Linked DNA regions of Mus musculus: regions 2, 3, 4 and 5 are each linked to region 1. Evidence: chromatin contacts called from public Hi-C, Micro-C and promoter capture Hi-C data. All regions are on one chromosome and are shown on one strand. The core of a region is the stretch at or near the end of the contact, and the rest is flanking DNA. Distances in the headings are between cores, read along the strand shown.

Evidence for each region. Promoter capture Hi-C pulls out the DNA fragments that hold promoters and counts their contacts. Hi-C and Micro-C count contacts between places; a contact is called where the count stands out from the background.
Region 2: a promoter capture Hi-C map of embryonic stem cells shows a contact between it and region 1, with 5 read pairs. The contact joins the promoter of Inafm2 here to the promoter of Meis2 in region 1. A contact is called at or near these places in 1 of 39 promoter capture datasets (embryonic stem cells) and 1 of 484 Hi-C or Micro-C datasets (embryonic stem cells).
Region 3: a Micro-C map of embryonic stem cells shows a contact between it and region 1, with 10 times the contacts expected there. The contact joins the promoter of Ankrd63 here to the promoter of Meis2 in region 1. A contact is called at or near these places in 2 of 39 promoter capture datasets (both in embryonic stem cells), 2 of 484 Hi-C or Micro-C datasets (both in embryonic stem cells) and 1 of 115 datasets of contacts at active chromatin or transcription factors (embryonic stem cells).
Region 4: a contact with region 1 is called in a Hi-C map of CD8 T cells, with 7 times the contacts expected there. The contact joins the promoter of Arhgap11a here to the promoter of Meis2 in region 1. A contact is called at or near these places in 1 of 39 promoter capture datasets (embryonic stem cells), 1 of 484 Hi-C or Micro-C datasets (CD8 T cells), 3 of 115 datasets of contacts at active chromatin or transcription factors (astrocytes, large pre-B cells and stem cell-derived neural progenitor cells) and 1 of 9 other capture datasets (adipose tissue).
Region 5: a contact with region 1 is called in a Micro-C map of the HL-1 cell line, with 5 times the contacts expected there. The contact joins the promoter of C130080G10Rik here to the promoter of Meis2 in region 1. A contact is called at or near these places in 2 of 39 promoter capture datasets (embryonic stem cells and liver), 2 of 484 Hi-C or Micro-C datasets (the HL-1 cell line and cardiomyocytes), 1 of 115 datasets of contacts at active chromatin or transcription factors (cardiomyocytes) and 1 of 9 other capture datasets (macrophages).

Annotation. Positions count from the first base shown.
Region 1 is chr2:116,063,718-116,066,545 of GRCm38.p6, forward strand. Meis2 (Meis homeobox 2) reads right to left here and starts at 1,341. Exons shown (of 12, transcript NM_001159568.1): 1 at 1,085-1,341. The coding sequence starts at 1,096.
Region 2 is chr2:118,744,271-118,747,098 of GRCm38.p6, forward strand. Inafm2 (InaF motif containing 2) reads left to right here and starts at 1,488. Exons shown (of 1, transcript NM_001301269.1): 1 at 1,488-2,828. The coding sequence starts at 1,845. The coding sequence ends at 2,303.
Region 3 is chr2:118,702,625-118,705,452 of GRCm38.p6, forward strand. Ankrd63 (ankyrin repeat domain 63) reads right to left here and starts at 1,339. Exons shown (of 1, transcript NM_001081971.1): 1 at 1-1,339. The coding sequence starts at 814. It also overlaps a transcript of Plcb2 not described here.
Region 4 is chr2:113,847,285-113,850,112 of GRCm38.p6, forward strand. It overlaps Arhgap11a (Rho GTPase activating protein 11A), which reads right to left and starts at 1,377. Exons shown (of 12, transcript NM_181416.3): 1 at 677-1,377. The coding sequence starts at 805.
Region 5 is chr2:114,052,932-114,055,759 of GRCm38.p6, forward strand. It overlaps C130080G10Rik (RIKEN cDNA C130080G10 gene), which reads left to right and starts at 1,465. Exons shown (of 3, transcript NR_028422.1): 1 at 1,465-2,435.

The DNA.
Region 1 (2,828 bases), core at 91-2,590:
GTCGTAAATTTTAAAATTAAAGTCTGAGCCGAGAGCAGCATTCAGGGAAGGCAGATCAGGCGGAGAGGCCGGGGACGCCGGGTGGGGGGTGGGGGGGCACAGGGAGGCCCCGCTCCCGCTGGAGGCTGCAGAACCCCAGCGAGCCAACCCAGGGAGAAGTGGAGTTAGCAAGAGAAGGAAGCCCCGGATCCCACCCCTTACCCCCCTTCGCCTCCTCCAGGAGATCCAATAAATCAAAGGGCGAAATGAAACAAAATAAAGAGAAGAAAAACGCTAATAATCAGGCCGAGAACGGCAAGGACAAGGGAAGACTAGGGTCGGTGCCTCCCCGGGGGCTAGGAGCTGAGGGTGGGGAGGAATAACGTGAAAGTTACCAGAAACATTATTTAGCAGCGGATTCCCTGCGTCCTTGTCAATTTCAGAGACAAAACAAGCAGCCGGGGCTAGTCTAGGCAGCGCGGCCCCACGCCGGCGGCTCCTACGCAGCCCGCGCCCGCCCGGAGCCGCGCGAGTAGCGGCGAAAGAGGCGCAGCGGCGGCGGCAGGAGAACCCGGGGAATCACGCTGCCGGGGTAAAAGCTGGAGCGAGGCGAAAGCGTGTAACAATTGCACACAAGTACACACACACACACACACACACACACACACACACACACACACCACTCACACGCTCTCGCCGCCCGCAGAGAACCCGGGGAATCACGCTGCCGGGGTAAAAGCTGGAGCGAGGCGAAAGCGTGTAACAATTGCACACAAGTACACACACACACACACACACACACACACACACACACACACACACACACACACACACACCACTCACACGCTCTCGCCGCCCGCCCGCTCGCTCAGCGCTGGGACACGCGCGGCCAGACACGCACACACGCACGCACACACACTCTCACACACGCAGAGGCACAGGGGGGAAAGAAGCCGGTGAATAATTTTGTTACTATTTTTTAAAATACTGGCCGCCATCATCATCAAGCAACCAGCAGCAGCCAGCTCAAAGGGAGAGAAGGCATGGGGCAGGGCCCTGTAGGAGAGGATTTATATCTAGGTAAGTGTTGGAGATTTAAACCTACCCTTTGCGCCATCAGTCTGCGCTCCAATAAACTCCTGGATGTGTCGTATATTTAATATCCCAGTCCGGATAAGAAAGTGAGCTAGGTTGAAGAGTCCTTTTTTTCCAAACCAAGGAGACTTCTCCCAATTTTCCAATGTTATTTTTTGGGGGGTGGGGAAAGCCCAGTCAAGAAAACGAAGAATTTTTTTCAGTGATATTTCTTCTTTTTCTCTTTTTTCCTCTTCTTCCTCCTCCTCCTGATCTTCCTCCTCCTCCCCCTCCTCCCCCTCCCCTCCTCCTCCTCTTCGGTCCTCCTTTACTCCTCTTTCTCTTCTTTTCCTCTTAGTTGAAAAAAAAAAAGAAAAGAAAGAAAAGAAAAAGAAAAAAAATTGTCAAGCCCCCGAACTGAAGGTTACGAGCGGCCAGTCAGCAGCCCACATGTAACCGAACTGTCGAGTTTCATGGCTTTTTGCCACTCCAGCTGTCAATCAAAGCCCGGAATGTCAAGGTAGTGAATGAATGATGGTTGATGATGATGAAGAGGAGCAATCTTTCAGACCCGTTTTTTTTTTCTTCCAGTAAAACTCCGCGAGGGGTTTCTGCTTCTTGAATTCTTCCTCCCCCCTCCCCCCTCTTTTAGCTTTGCCCCCAAAATAGCTCTAATATGATCCTCTCTTTTTAAAGTATTGTTCAAAGAAAGCAAGGAGAAAACCAAGAAAAAAATGAATAGTTTGCAAAAATTGGACTTCCTCCCCCCCTCTCTGGTAGGTATTTTGTCTTTCCCTCTCTCTCTTTCTCGCTCGCTCTCACTCGCGCTCGCTCTCTCGCGCTCTCTTTCTCTCTCTGGGAGATGAGTGAGTGTCAGTAGGTGTTGGCAGGTTGGCTGCAGCCGGGCTTATAGTAGAGCCTCAGTTTGGCGGCGCGGGTCGGCGGCGGGAGAACGAAATGACGGAACCCGGAAGTCGTGGTGGCCATAGCCCGTCCTACGGCGGAGACACATCCCGAGAGTGGGGAGCTGGAGCGAGGAGGAGCGCGCAGCGCGGAGCCTCTGATATGCAGCGAGTGCGGTCGGACGGCCCCGGGGGGGGGGGGGGGGGCTGGGGAAGGGGAGGCTGGAGCGGAGAGGACCGGAGCAAATCAGCAAGCCTGCTTCTCCAGGGGGACGACGCGGGAGGGAGAGGAAGAGGGGAGGGAGGGGGGATGAGGGAGGGGGAAAGGGGGAAGGGAGGGAAGGAGGGAGAGCGACAGGAGAGGGAGAGAGAGGGAGAGAGAGAGAGAGAGAGAGAGAGAGAGAGAGAGAGAGAGAGAGAGAGAGAGAGAGAGAACACGCGTGATTGGAGGGGGAAGGAAGAGAGGTGGAAGAGGACAGGGAGAGCGCAGACAGGAAAACTGCAGAAAGCCACAGGGAAAGTACGGTACAGACTCAGATCTTTTTATTTTCAACTTACTTCTCGTTTATTTCCCCACCACTCCTCTTGGCTCCTGCCTAACTGGGTCGCGTTGGGGATGTTTGGCATGGCGCTCTAGCTTTTGTTCGTTTTAATTCCGCGGCCCCCTTCCTCTGCCGGCGGATTACTAGGTCCCGAACTCTGCCACTACAACCTAGAGCAGCAAGCTCCGCCAACTGCACCACCGCCAGGCTAGGATTTTTGTTGTTGTTGTTGTTGTTGTTGTTGTTAAGTGGTACTTTCTTTCTCGTGCAGATGCAGAGCCCTTTTTGTCAATATTCATTTTTGTCTAGTACAAGATATGAGCAGCTGAAC
Region 2 (2,828 bases), core at 238-2,737, 2.7 Mb after region 1:
AGGCCAGCCTGGTCTACAGAGTGAGTTCCAGGACAGCCAGGGCTACACAGAGAAATCCTGTCTCGAAAAACCAAACCAACCAACCAAACAAACAAAAAACAAACAAACAAAAGGCTCCTTGAAATAGTATTGGGTGGCCCATTGCTAGAGACACAGCCCCACCTGAGCCTCCAACCAGGACCAGATTAGAAACTTGTGGTTCGAAGCCCACTAGTACACTGCATTCTGGTAGCGCTTCCATGGGATGGAAAATTTGGGGAAGGGCTTGGATAAGGAAAGTCAAAGTCAAAGGAAAGGGAGAAGTGGAAAGGGCAGAGGGAGTCCTGCCCAAGAGGTTAGAAGTCAGTGGGGCCCTCGCAGAGGCCACGCCCCACCCCAACTACATCAGGACCACAGACCTTTCTCCTACTCAGACTCATAGTTCTCTAATCCACTGAGACATCCAGGCTGCTCACAAAGACAGTTTTGGGAACACAGGGAGAGTCAAGCAAGAGGCACCCAGAAATCAATCGCGGTGAATTACAAAGAGGAAATAGGGATGAAACAAGCAAAGGGGAAGAGGGTGAAAGTATAGAAAGGGTGGTACTAAGAGTCCCTGCGTGCAGAGGGGTGGCCGGCATCCAAAGGGCCCTAAGAGCAAAAAGGCTGAAGCCTGGAAGGAACAAGCCTCAATGGGAAAAGACAGTTCTCTACATCCTGGGGTTGAAGAGAATCAAAGAATGAAAACGCTGGGAGATGTCCTCCACCAGTTCAGTGCAGCCCCTTGGGTACAATTCGAGACCAGTCCTGAAAGTCAGAAGACCAGAAAGTAGGACCTGAGACCTGTTGTGGGATTTGAGATTATGCTGGCAGGTCAGCCTAAGAAACAAACTCAACCTTTGGCTCTTGTCCCTGTGGCTCACAGTAGTCTGACTCAAGGGTCCTAAGAGGACCCAATCAGGCAAGATTCGAGTGGTCTCGGAGTCCAGACCAACAGAAAAAAGGAAGCGAGACTGACTGCGGTGTGCGGGCGCCAGGTTCCCAGACCCGAACCAGGCTCTTTGGGGTGAAGGGATCTGGGACACTATCCCCTCACTATTCTAGAGCTACCCGAGAGCACAAGCTTAGTGTTAGCTCCACTTCGGAGACCCGGTGTAGGTGGGCCTGGTTAGTTCTCCCACCTACCATCTCCTAGCCTGGGCCATGTGAGGAGACGCCTGAGTTGACAGCTTTCTACGGAGCCTGCCCCTCCCTGCCACCTCCCGGTTCCGCACTCCCTCCCGCAAAGTGCCTTTCCCCCTTTAAAGAAGCTCCTGTCGCCCCTTTAAGGCCCAGCCTCCCTTAACTCTCTCTTAACTGGGCGTCCCCCACGGGGCCCACGATTCCCCGCCGCAGCCGCCTCCCAGCGCGGCACTTCCGGGCCCCTACATCGCCCTTTTAAGGGGCAGCCCCCCGGCAGCGCGCGGCCCCGCCCCCTGCACCGGCGCGCCCCGCGGGGGAGCCGGGCTAGAGCCGGAGCGCGCGGTCCGCGCGGCCACTGGAGACCAGGCGGCCGGCGGCCGGGCAGGCGGCGGCAGCGGCAGCGGATGGGGACGCGGAGTCGGGCGGCTGTGGCTGTGGCGGCGGCCGGGAAGCAGCTGGCGGGCCGGCGGCGGCGGCGGCGCTGGCGGCGGTGACGGGCCCAGGCCCCGGCGGCGGCAGCGACGCGGTGGCGGGCTGCGGGCGGGCGGCGTGAGGAGCAGCGGCGGAGCGCGGGGCCGCCGGGAAGCCAGGGCGCCGAGACGCCCCCTGCCCAGTCCTCGCAGGCCGCCAGGCCCCCTCCAGCCGGGGCCGTGGAGCACCGGGGCAAAGGCCGGGGCCCCCCCATGAAGGAGCGCGACGCGGCCCCGGCCGAGCGGGGCAAGCCGGCCACCTACACCGGGGACAAGAAGGCGAAGATGGCGGCCAAGACCAACAAGAAGTGGGTCCGGCTAGCCACGGTGTTCGCCTACGTGCTCTCCGTGTCGCTGGCCGCCATCGTACTGGCCGTCTACTACAGTCTCATCTGGCAGCCGGTGGGTGCCGGGACCTCGGGGGGAGCCGTCGGCCCGCCCCCCAGCGGCTCCAACACCACCGGCCCGTCTGGGACTTCGGGGGTGGCGGCGGGGCCCAACACCACCGGGTCGTCCCGCCGCGAGGCGCCACGCGACGCACCCCCGCTGCAGGCGGCGAGGCCGGCGCCCCCGGAGCCCGCTGCAGACAGCCCCCTGGCTGGGCCGCTCGAACGGCCGCGGGGGCTGGACGAGGACGAAGAGGAAGCGGCCGAAGAGCCCCGGAGTCGTTGAATCTCTCCGCGTTGGGGACGGTCGGGAATCATCGTCCCCTAAGCCCCCAAGCAGGACTTTGCAGCAGGACCGGCTCCGGAGCCCGCCGGAGTGACCCCTACGCGAGCGTACGCCCCCACACACCTCAGCGATCGCCAGTTTGCCCCGGGAGCCGGTAATGCACAACCGGATCTTCAGCCAAGGGACCACGATTCGCCGGGGACTCGGGGTTTGATCTTCCCAGCACCGTGCTGCGCCAGGGCCCTGAGCCATAAGGGGAACTGGGGGGGAGGGTGGAGAGAGCCTAGCACCCAGCCCTTCAGCGCTGCTAGCTCTGGTGTTTCCTAAACGCAGGGGGTGACTCGGGCGCCCCCTCCCCAAGACTCAGGGGAAGGTAGGGAGTTGTGTAGGGGCTCTTTTTTTTTTTTTTTTTTAAATAAGCCGAGGCTCTCCCAAAGAAGAGAGCACCAAAAGTAGCGGAGCTCAGGTACGTCAACCTAGTTGCAGTGGCCAGACATGCGTTTAATTTATAGATCCCTGTATATA
Region 3 (2,828 bases), core at 89-2,588, 2.6 Mb after region 1:
CCAGAGCTAGGCTCATGCTCCGGCCCAACTCTGGTCTCTCATTGCCTTGTGCCCTATAACGGACCGAGCCCTTGCCAGCAGAGGCAAGCTCGCCTCCGTGGCCGTGGCCATGGCCGTGACCGTGACCGTGGCCGCCGGCAGCTCGCGCAAACCGTGCCAAAAGAGGGCGCGGTAAACGACGGGGACTGGGTCGTCGCCGCTCTGGGCTGGGCGCCGGGGCAGGGTGGCCAGGGGGACTGTCGGAGTTGGAACCCCGGGCCGCTGCCGCAGCGGCTGCCCGACCCCAAGGCCCGGTGAGGGCTTGCACACAGGTCCCGTGGCCGCGGGAGGCAGCCAGCTGCAGTGCGGTGAGGCCCGCCCGGTTGGTGCGGTCAAGGCGTAAGCCCAGGCGGCGGAAAGAGCGCACCAAGAACTCCAGCACCGCCCCGTGGCCGCACGCCGCCGCCCACATCACCGGGCTGTTGCCCGCCGAGTCCGTCGCCTCCGGATCGCCGCTGAACTGCACCAGGAGCTGCACGGCGTCTAAGTGGCCTCGCTCGCAGGCCAGGCTGAGTGCAGTGCGGCCCCGCTCGTCCCGCAGGTTCACGGCTGCACCTTGCTCCAGCAGCAGTCGCACGAAGCGCGAGCGCATCGCGGGGTCCGGCAGCCCCACGGCCACCATAAGCGGCGTCCGGCCCTGCTCTGCGCGGCAGTCGATGATGCTGCGGTCCAGCGCGTCCAGCACGAAACGGGCCAAGTGCACTTTGCCGGCCTGCATGGCCTCAAGGAAGGTGCGCGTCCCCGCTCGGGGACACAGGTCCTTGGGCTTGAGCATGGCTCCGGCCGCCGCGCCCCGGAAGTCCGACGCACGGGGGCGCCCCTGTTCCCTCACCCCACGGGGCTACGGCCCCGGCCCGGACACCGGTACCGCTCTTTCCAAGCGGCGTGTAGGTGGCTGCAACCAAGTGTCCTGCAGTTCCCGCTCAGGTCTCCCTACCGCTCGGCTGCCTCGCCGCTCCCAGGGCGTCTTGCTTTTCCTCCCTGGCCCCCCACGCCTGGAGGTGTGGGCTGCTGGCTGCTTCGACTCCCGCTCAAGCTCCAAGCTCGGCCTCCTCAACTCTTGGGCCCTCTTCCCTGTATCCGACGCCCCTTGGTCCCTCGTGGCTTGGAGCAACGCCACTCACCCGCACCCCGGGCAGCCCCTGCTCCCCTGTTGAGCGGGTGGCTCCCGCCTGGCGCGCCTGCCTCCTGCCTCGGCGGGGAGCGCCGCTCCTCCAGCTCCCAGAGCCTCTCCCCGCCTCCTCCTTTCTTGCGGGGGCCGGGACGCTTGCTTTTTTACTTGGGGGGCTCGGCGGCTCCTGAGGTGCCCGACGCCTAGATACCTGGCTTTATAGCTTCAGGGGTCTCCATGGCAATGGCTGCTCTGGAAGCAGACTGCACCTTCGGGGCAGAGACGGACAGGGCAAGGGAGACCGCCCCTGACCCCCACCCCTTCGTGGGCCACGAAGTTGGGGAGCGGCTCCTCCTCCGCGCTCCCCTGGGAATGCGGCGGCGGTTGCGGGGCGGGGGTGGAGGCTGCTCGCCGGGGGCCACATGCACCCGGCGGGGCCAATCCTAAAGTCTCAGTCATCTTTCCCCGCCCCCCGCCTCCGCCGGAATCGGTAGCCTCCGCTGCTTAGAAACTGGCGGGAGCTCCTGCCATCGGTTTTAGGTTAAAGGGACTGGGACCCCACGAGGACAGGACTGGACAGTGCACCAGCTTGAGGTGGGCAAGAGACAGAGGAAAAGTAATTTGGGGTATGAGGCATTTGTGCTCCGGACTGAGGGCGCTCAGTCTGGCTGATAACTGCCATCTAAAGTGCAGCGAATCACAGCCACACACAATTGTGCCTCCCGCACGCGCTCACTCAGAGAAGGGCGGGGGTGCATTCTCCAATCTCAGACGTCTCCAAACCTGACAGCGCGCCCGCGTGCCAGCTCCACGGTTGATCGGTCGCTGTGGAGCAAGTTGACTTAGACACTGGCCGCTCTGACCCAGGGCAGGTGCCTTAGGACCCGAGAGTATGCAGGCATTTGGACTTCCCAGGCACTACCTCCTATCTCCTCAAAGATGGGCTAGTTAGGGTCTAGGAAAGGACAAAAGACACAAGCAAGAATTCCCTGACAGGGCTGGGTTCTCTTGAGCACAAAACCATCTTTAGGCCACAGAGCGCTAGACCTGGCCCCTACAGAAAGGAGACAGCCTGAGATTTTTTTTTTTTTTCAATCAGATGTGTGGAAAACCTACTTCCTTTGGACAATCAGCTCATGGGCGCTAGAGACGGGGAATACTGAAGGCCTAGCAGAGTCTTACAATGAGTGCCCCACAAGCTCCCAGGACTAGAGAAAGGGCTTGAGAATAGTTGAAATGGAGTTTATTTGTAGAATAAGTGAAGAGCTAGGGACTTTTCGCAGCTGGTCGAGTATTTGCCCAGTATACACGAAACGATTGGTTTGATTCATTCCCAGGATGAAGCCAGGTGTGGTGCTATAAGCTAACAACCCAGCACTTGAGAGATGGAGGCAGGAGGCTCAGAAGTTCCAAGATCATCCTCAGCTACAGTTAGGTTGAGGCCAGCCTGGGCTACATGAGACCCTATGGTTGTGTTTCCAGCAATGGGAAACACAGATGCACAAACTGAATGAATGAGACTTGTCTTCTCAGTCAGGAAGACGAACCCAGGACTGAGAACATCTGCTAAATGCAAACTCAAAACAGCCATTGGATGGAAGGACAAATGATGGGAAGGAGAGGGAACTAAGATCCTCTGAAGGCAACAGCAGAGTTAGTCCTTTAAGGATGAGAGACG
Region 4 (2,828 bases), core at 127-2,626, 2.2 Mb before region 1:
CACAAACAGGAGAGAATTCATGCAAGTTGTCCTTCTGACCACAGATGCATGGCATGGCATGGCATAGCATGGCATGGGTCCAACAGTGCACACACACAAAAGTAACTGGGGAGCAGGGGGTGGAGGTGAGGATCCTGAGACTTTAGCAAAAGTGAGTGATTAAAACAACACAAAACAAAAAACTTCAACCAACTCTGGTTTCTCAATTTGCTTGTTAAAAAAACAGCTTTGTTTTGTCAAGGACAAATGTTGATGTTGGGTGGGTAATGTCTACTCTGCTAAAGAGATCAGAAACTGCGAAAATGTCGGGCAGCAGGCCTCTTCGTAAATTGCTGGATACAGAAGGATCCTATGAAGCCTATTTCTAAACTTGGCCTGACTGTCTCCCTAATGATTCGTTTGAAATGTTCTGACTGCCCACCCCAGCCTGACAGGATAGTGTGTTCCCCTCCCCCACATACTGCTTGTTTAAAACACGACAGATTACCAGATCGGTGGCACAGTATTTAAGTAGGGAGCCTGGTATCCTATTCCTAGCACTGTAAAACAAAACAAAAACCCACGGCAACATAGGGAGGCACGTCTGATCATCACCACCGAGACTGCATTCTAACCACGTGTCTTTCTTATCCAGAATAAAATGGGTATGCCCTTGTCCCAACACGTTGTAACTTACCTTTATTTCCGTAGCTGCAGTTTCATGTCTCCTGCGATCGCACTGACCGCGGCCACCCTTGACCTTAATGCCATAGACAGCTCGAAGCTGCTGCAGCAGGGCCAATCTGACCAGTCTCTGATCCCACATCCCGAACACGTCGCCTACTCTCCGAGGCCGACTCCGGGTCCTGACTTTCTTTGCCACCAACCAACTCTTCCACTTGCCAAACGCCCTCAGGCTCGCTCTGCTCCGCTGCCTTCCAGCCACCTCTGGCACTCTTCCTCCACTTTCCCTCGATCCACTTACACAGACCTTCTTCTCTCGCGCCTCTCTTCACTCTTGTTTCACTTCCACCAGCCTTCTTTCCGGGTCGCTCAGCCCTGTCAGTTACTTCCACAAACTTCCCTTTTTTCTGACTCTTCCGTTTCCCCAGACTAACGCCTGCAGCTAGTTTCTCGCTTCCGGACACTTCCACTTATCCTCTTCCCCGCAGGGTGGCCTTCCCCGCTCTGATTTCTTGAGATGGAAATGCAACCTTAAGCTACTCCCTCCAGCCGGGCCAGCCGGCTGCTCAGGGATCCCCAGTCCCGGTCCCTGCCCGGGCTGGTCCCCGCCGTCACCCCGTCTCACACGCAGCCTTTCCCCTAGCCCATCAGCCTTGCCTGTGGCCCCGGCCCGCTAAAGCTTAGTGACTCGGCTCCGCCAGCGCCCCACCTTCTCGGCACACATCAGACCCGACGCGACCGCACCTGAGCAGTGGCTCAAATGCCAGCGCCAAACAGCGCTCCGCATCCGATTGGCCCGCTCCTGTTTTCAAAATGAGGACCCTTTGGGGTGGCCAGGAGCTGCCTGTCTAAAAGGTTCCGGCAAAGCCGAAAGCACAGCGAGCGTTGAGATCAGGGTTAAGAAATGTGAAGAGAGTGAGTTCCTCTTTCTCTTTGCCTATTTCTTTGGAAGAAAAATGTCAAAAACGTGTTCAAATATGTTTGCTTTGCTCTTCGGACAATATACTTCGGAGATCCGAATAGACAGCTCATAACCTCCCCCCACTTCCGCCCTTTCATTTCTCCACTAAAGCTAAAGGTCCCGTCATAGGGAAAACCGATTCTACGGAAGGCGGGAGGAGTCAAGTTTAGTTATGAATCACAAACGCCGTTTGTTGTTGTTGTTGTTGTTGTTTGTTTTGTTTTGTTTTTGAGACCCGGACCCAAGGTCTTAGAAGGGAATTGGAACTGTGAGCCATTGGTCCTTCTTTGGGAGACTGGTGGTATTATTAAATTTTCTTACATAAGGTAATTAAGGTAATTAAGCACAACAAAGATGACTTGTCACGAGAGAGTAGTGGAGGAATACGGAGCTGTAGGAGGCAGCTGCAGCAATAGTTTACCTCTGTGGGACTTGGTTAAAGGACCAGAAGTCCTGTTTGCCATTGCCATTACTGAAACCTCAGCTGTCTGATTTAAATGCATGACATCACCTTCTCCTCTTGTTTCCCAGAGCTGCCTTTCCTTTTCCAAACACCAGTAATCCTACTCTCTCTCTCTCTCTCTCTCTCTCTCTCTCTCTCTCTCTCTCTCTCTCTCTCTTTCTCTCTCTCTCTCACACACACACACACATGAGAGAGAGAGAGAGAGAGAGAGAGAGAGAGAGAGAGAGAGAATGTGTATGCATTCAGTCATAACTATAAAAATAACTTATGTTGTGTATATCCTTCTCTAGGCCACGTTGTTCTGGTTCTTCGATGGCTAAGAATTCCTTTTAAGGTGCTTAGGTTAGCTTTTGAATATTAAATAGTGCTTTCTATTTACATCCATGTATGTATGCACTGGATAGTTTTTATGTCACCTTGACACAAGCTAAAATTATCTGAAGGGAGGGAACCTCAAGTGAGGAAAATGCCACACGTTCCAGCTGTAGGGTATTTTCTTACTAAGTAATTGATGGGGAAGACCCATCCCATTGTGAGTGGTGCCATCCATGGGCAAGTGGTTTTCGGTTTTGTAAGAAATCAGTTTGAGAAGGCTATAATGAGTAAATCAGGAAGTAGCACTCCTCCATGGCCTCTGCATCAGTTATTGCTTTCAGGTTCCTGTCCTGTTTGAGTTCCTTTCCTGGCTTCCTTCAATGATGGACAGTGATGTGAATATATAACGCTAAATATCTCTTTCTT
Region 5 (2,828 bases), core at 215-2,714, 2.0 Mb before region 1:
CACCATCTAGGACCGCTGAGGCCATTCTTGGAGCCAAGGGCAGGGTAGAGGATCAGCCAGGGGGCTCCCAGACCATGTAAGGAAGGGGAGGGGGCAGTCAGAGCAATGGCCATATAGGGAGCTAGGGAGGGGCAGGCCAGCAAGGGGTGGGGGACGGGGAAAGGCTATGTGATGCCAATGCGCCCCTTGGGGTGGGGGAGCTCCCTAGTTGTGGAGTGGGCTTATTGCTCTTCAGCCCTTCCAAACTAAGGGACAATGAGTCACACACACACACACACACACACACACACACACACACACACACACACACACACACAATGCCGGAAGACTTGGCGCCCTGCCCTTGGAGAAGGGTCCTGACAGCTGGGCTGGGGCTGCAGGGGACAGACAGCAGCTTCTCATCTTCCAGTACTGGGAGACAGAGGAGCAGAGTCATAGGCACAAAGAGCAGCTTGACAGGATATTTGAGTACCTGGATGCAAAAGGGGCACCTGGGTAGTGCATCTTCTGGTCTCCTTTAGCCTGAGCTGGGACTATGCTCATCTAGATGGGAAAGCCAGAATTCACCAGTCTCGGACCCACTGCAGACATGGTCTTGAGTTGGCAGAGAAGAAGCTGAGAAGGGTTGTCTGAGGGTCTAGCCAAGTCCAGCCCAGAGGCCAAATAGTTCTCATCCACTCTGTAAGAGTTTTGCTCAAAATCAGATTTCAGTCTATGAGCCACCACCGGGTCTTCAGATGCTAAAATAAATGGAGGCACTGATACCAAAAATATCTCAGTTACTTGCTGGCAGATAGATGGGCATCTTTTAAACAGGCTTTGATAAAGTTCTTCATCCCAGGTAATGACCCACCTTAAAAAGCAAATGTTTTTGTGGAGAAGTTCATAGCCACTTAGGATAAGAGAATTTACCAACCCTCCTACACGAAGCGTGGACCATAGATAAACAGCATCTTCATAACTTGAGTGATTTAGAAATACAGTATCCCTGACCCCGCCCCAGAGTCAGATCTACTGTATGGCAAGATAAGATGTCCATGATTAGCATTGAAAGTGTGAGAAGCATTGCTACAAACGGGAGTCATCTCCTTCGTGGAGAACACTTTGAAGGAACTTTGCATTTTTTTTTTTTTCAGAATGAAACAGAAAGATAGCAGTGAAGAGAGGGGGAAGGAACAGGAGAGAAAAGGACACAGGTCACTAGCTTGCCCTGGGGTGCCCTGTATTCTTGGTTCTTGACTAGTGCTTGGACTTCTAATGCTGTGCTTTTCCTTCAGTTCACACCAGTTAAAAATAGAAAACTGGGCACCGGCATCTCTGTCTAGAGTGGGCTTGGATTGATATGCTGAGCAGGACTGCTGATTAGATACTTCAGGGGCCGGGCAGTGCTGGGTCCTCCCCTCAGAGCTTCTCAACCATGTTTGGGATGGTCTAGGGATGAAACTGCTGGACAGCTGAGCCATGGAGACTGGGGAGAGGCCTGCCTGGCTGAGACCAAGCCCTGCTGTACCATCTGCATTTGACAGTGAGGATGCCCATTGACAGGAAGCAGACGTAGAGAAAAGGAGAATCAGAATGATCGACAGGCTTCAAATCCTACCTCTAACACTTAACTACGTTCCGCACGTTTGGTCTCGGGCAGGCCAGTTAACTCATCAAGACCCCATTTTCACCCCCCTGAAAAGTGGCATAGTAACTCAGTTCTATTGAGTTACTGAGGACTGGCCCACAAAGAGACAAGCAATGTAAGTCAGACGCAAGACAGACTGAACCTGCTCTGTCACCATTCGATACTTTTAGAGGTGGGATTAGCTTTCTGTTTGGAAAAATTGGGTCACTACCATTCATTCCTCCATTCAACAATGTTCTATTGATTATGAAGCAGAGTTCAGTGGTAACTAGCACACAACAGGATTTATCCTCAGTGGTAATTGTGGAAGTCAGAGACGTGGAACATCCTTGGAAGGGAGAGGTGGTTTCACTGGGTTATTTAGAAATGGGCCAGAAAGCATCTAAATGGAGTTTCACAGATAGCCTTTTTTGAAATATCATTTAAGTTTTTGTTTTATTTATTTTTTTTTTTGGCATCATTGAAATATATTCATATAGGCCAGGATAAGCCCCCCTACAAAATGGGTAACAGAAGATGACCTTGAACTCCTGACATCCCAATTTCTACCTCCTGAGCGCTGAGACTGTAGGTGGCCTAATTGTTTCTAAAGTAGAATGGATCTGAAGTTCCTGAACTTGCGTGCAAGCGTTTGACAGAGGCTGATGAGAGATTCCTGTCACTGTGTGTGTGCCGAAGTTCTCTGGAACTGGGACCGGTGATATTGATCTGACCCTCTGCAGTGTTCCGAGGGCTTGCTTACCCACTCCAAGTCTGTGAGTCCTAATGAAGCAGAGCTAAGTCCGCTGAAGACCACCTTTGGGAGGTAATACGCATCCTTGAGACATTTTTAAAACTATGTTTTATGGTCCATTGAGTATATTTTAATTTTTTAAAAAATATTTATTGTTATTAGTGTCTCTGGAGGGAGGAGGCGTTGGTGTCAGAGTATGGGAGAAAGTTGAGAGACCCACTTGGTTCATCTGGTTTTCTCTTCGGCCTTCACATGAACCTTAGAGATTGATCTCAGGCCATCTGTCTTGCACAGTTCACTTTTACCTGCCGAGAATTATTATCAGACCTCAACTAGTCTTTTAACACTTAAAGCAACATATATTTTCATGTTGTTATATTTATACTAAAAAGGAATACTTTTTCTCAAAGGTTTATGACAACTGCATTCAAAGCTCTTCTTCTAACTTTGAAATATAGTATGCAT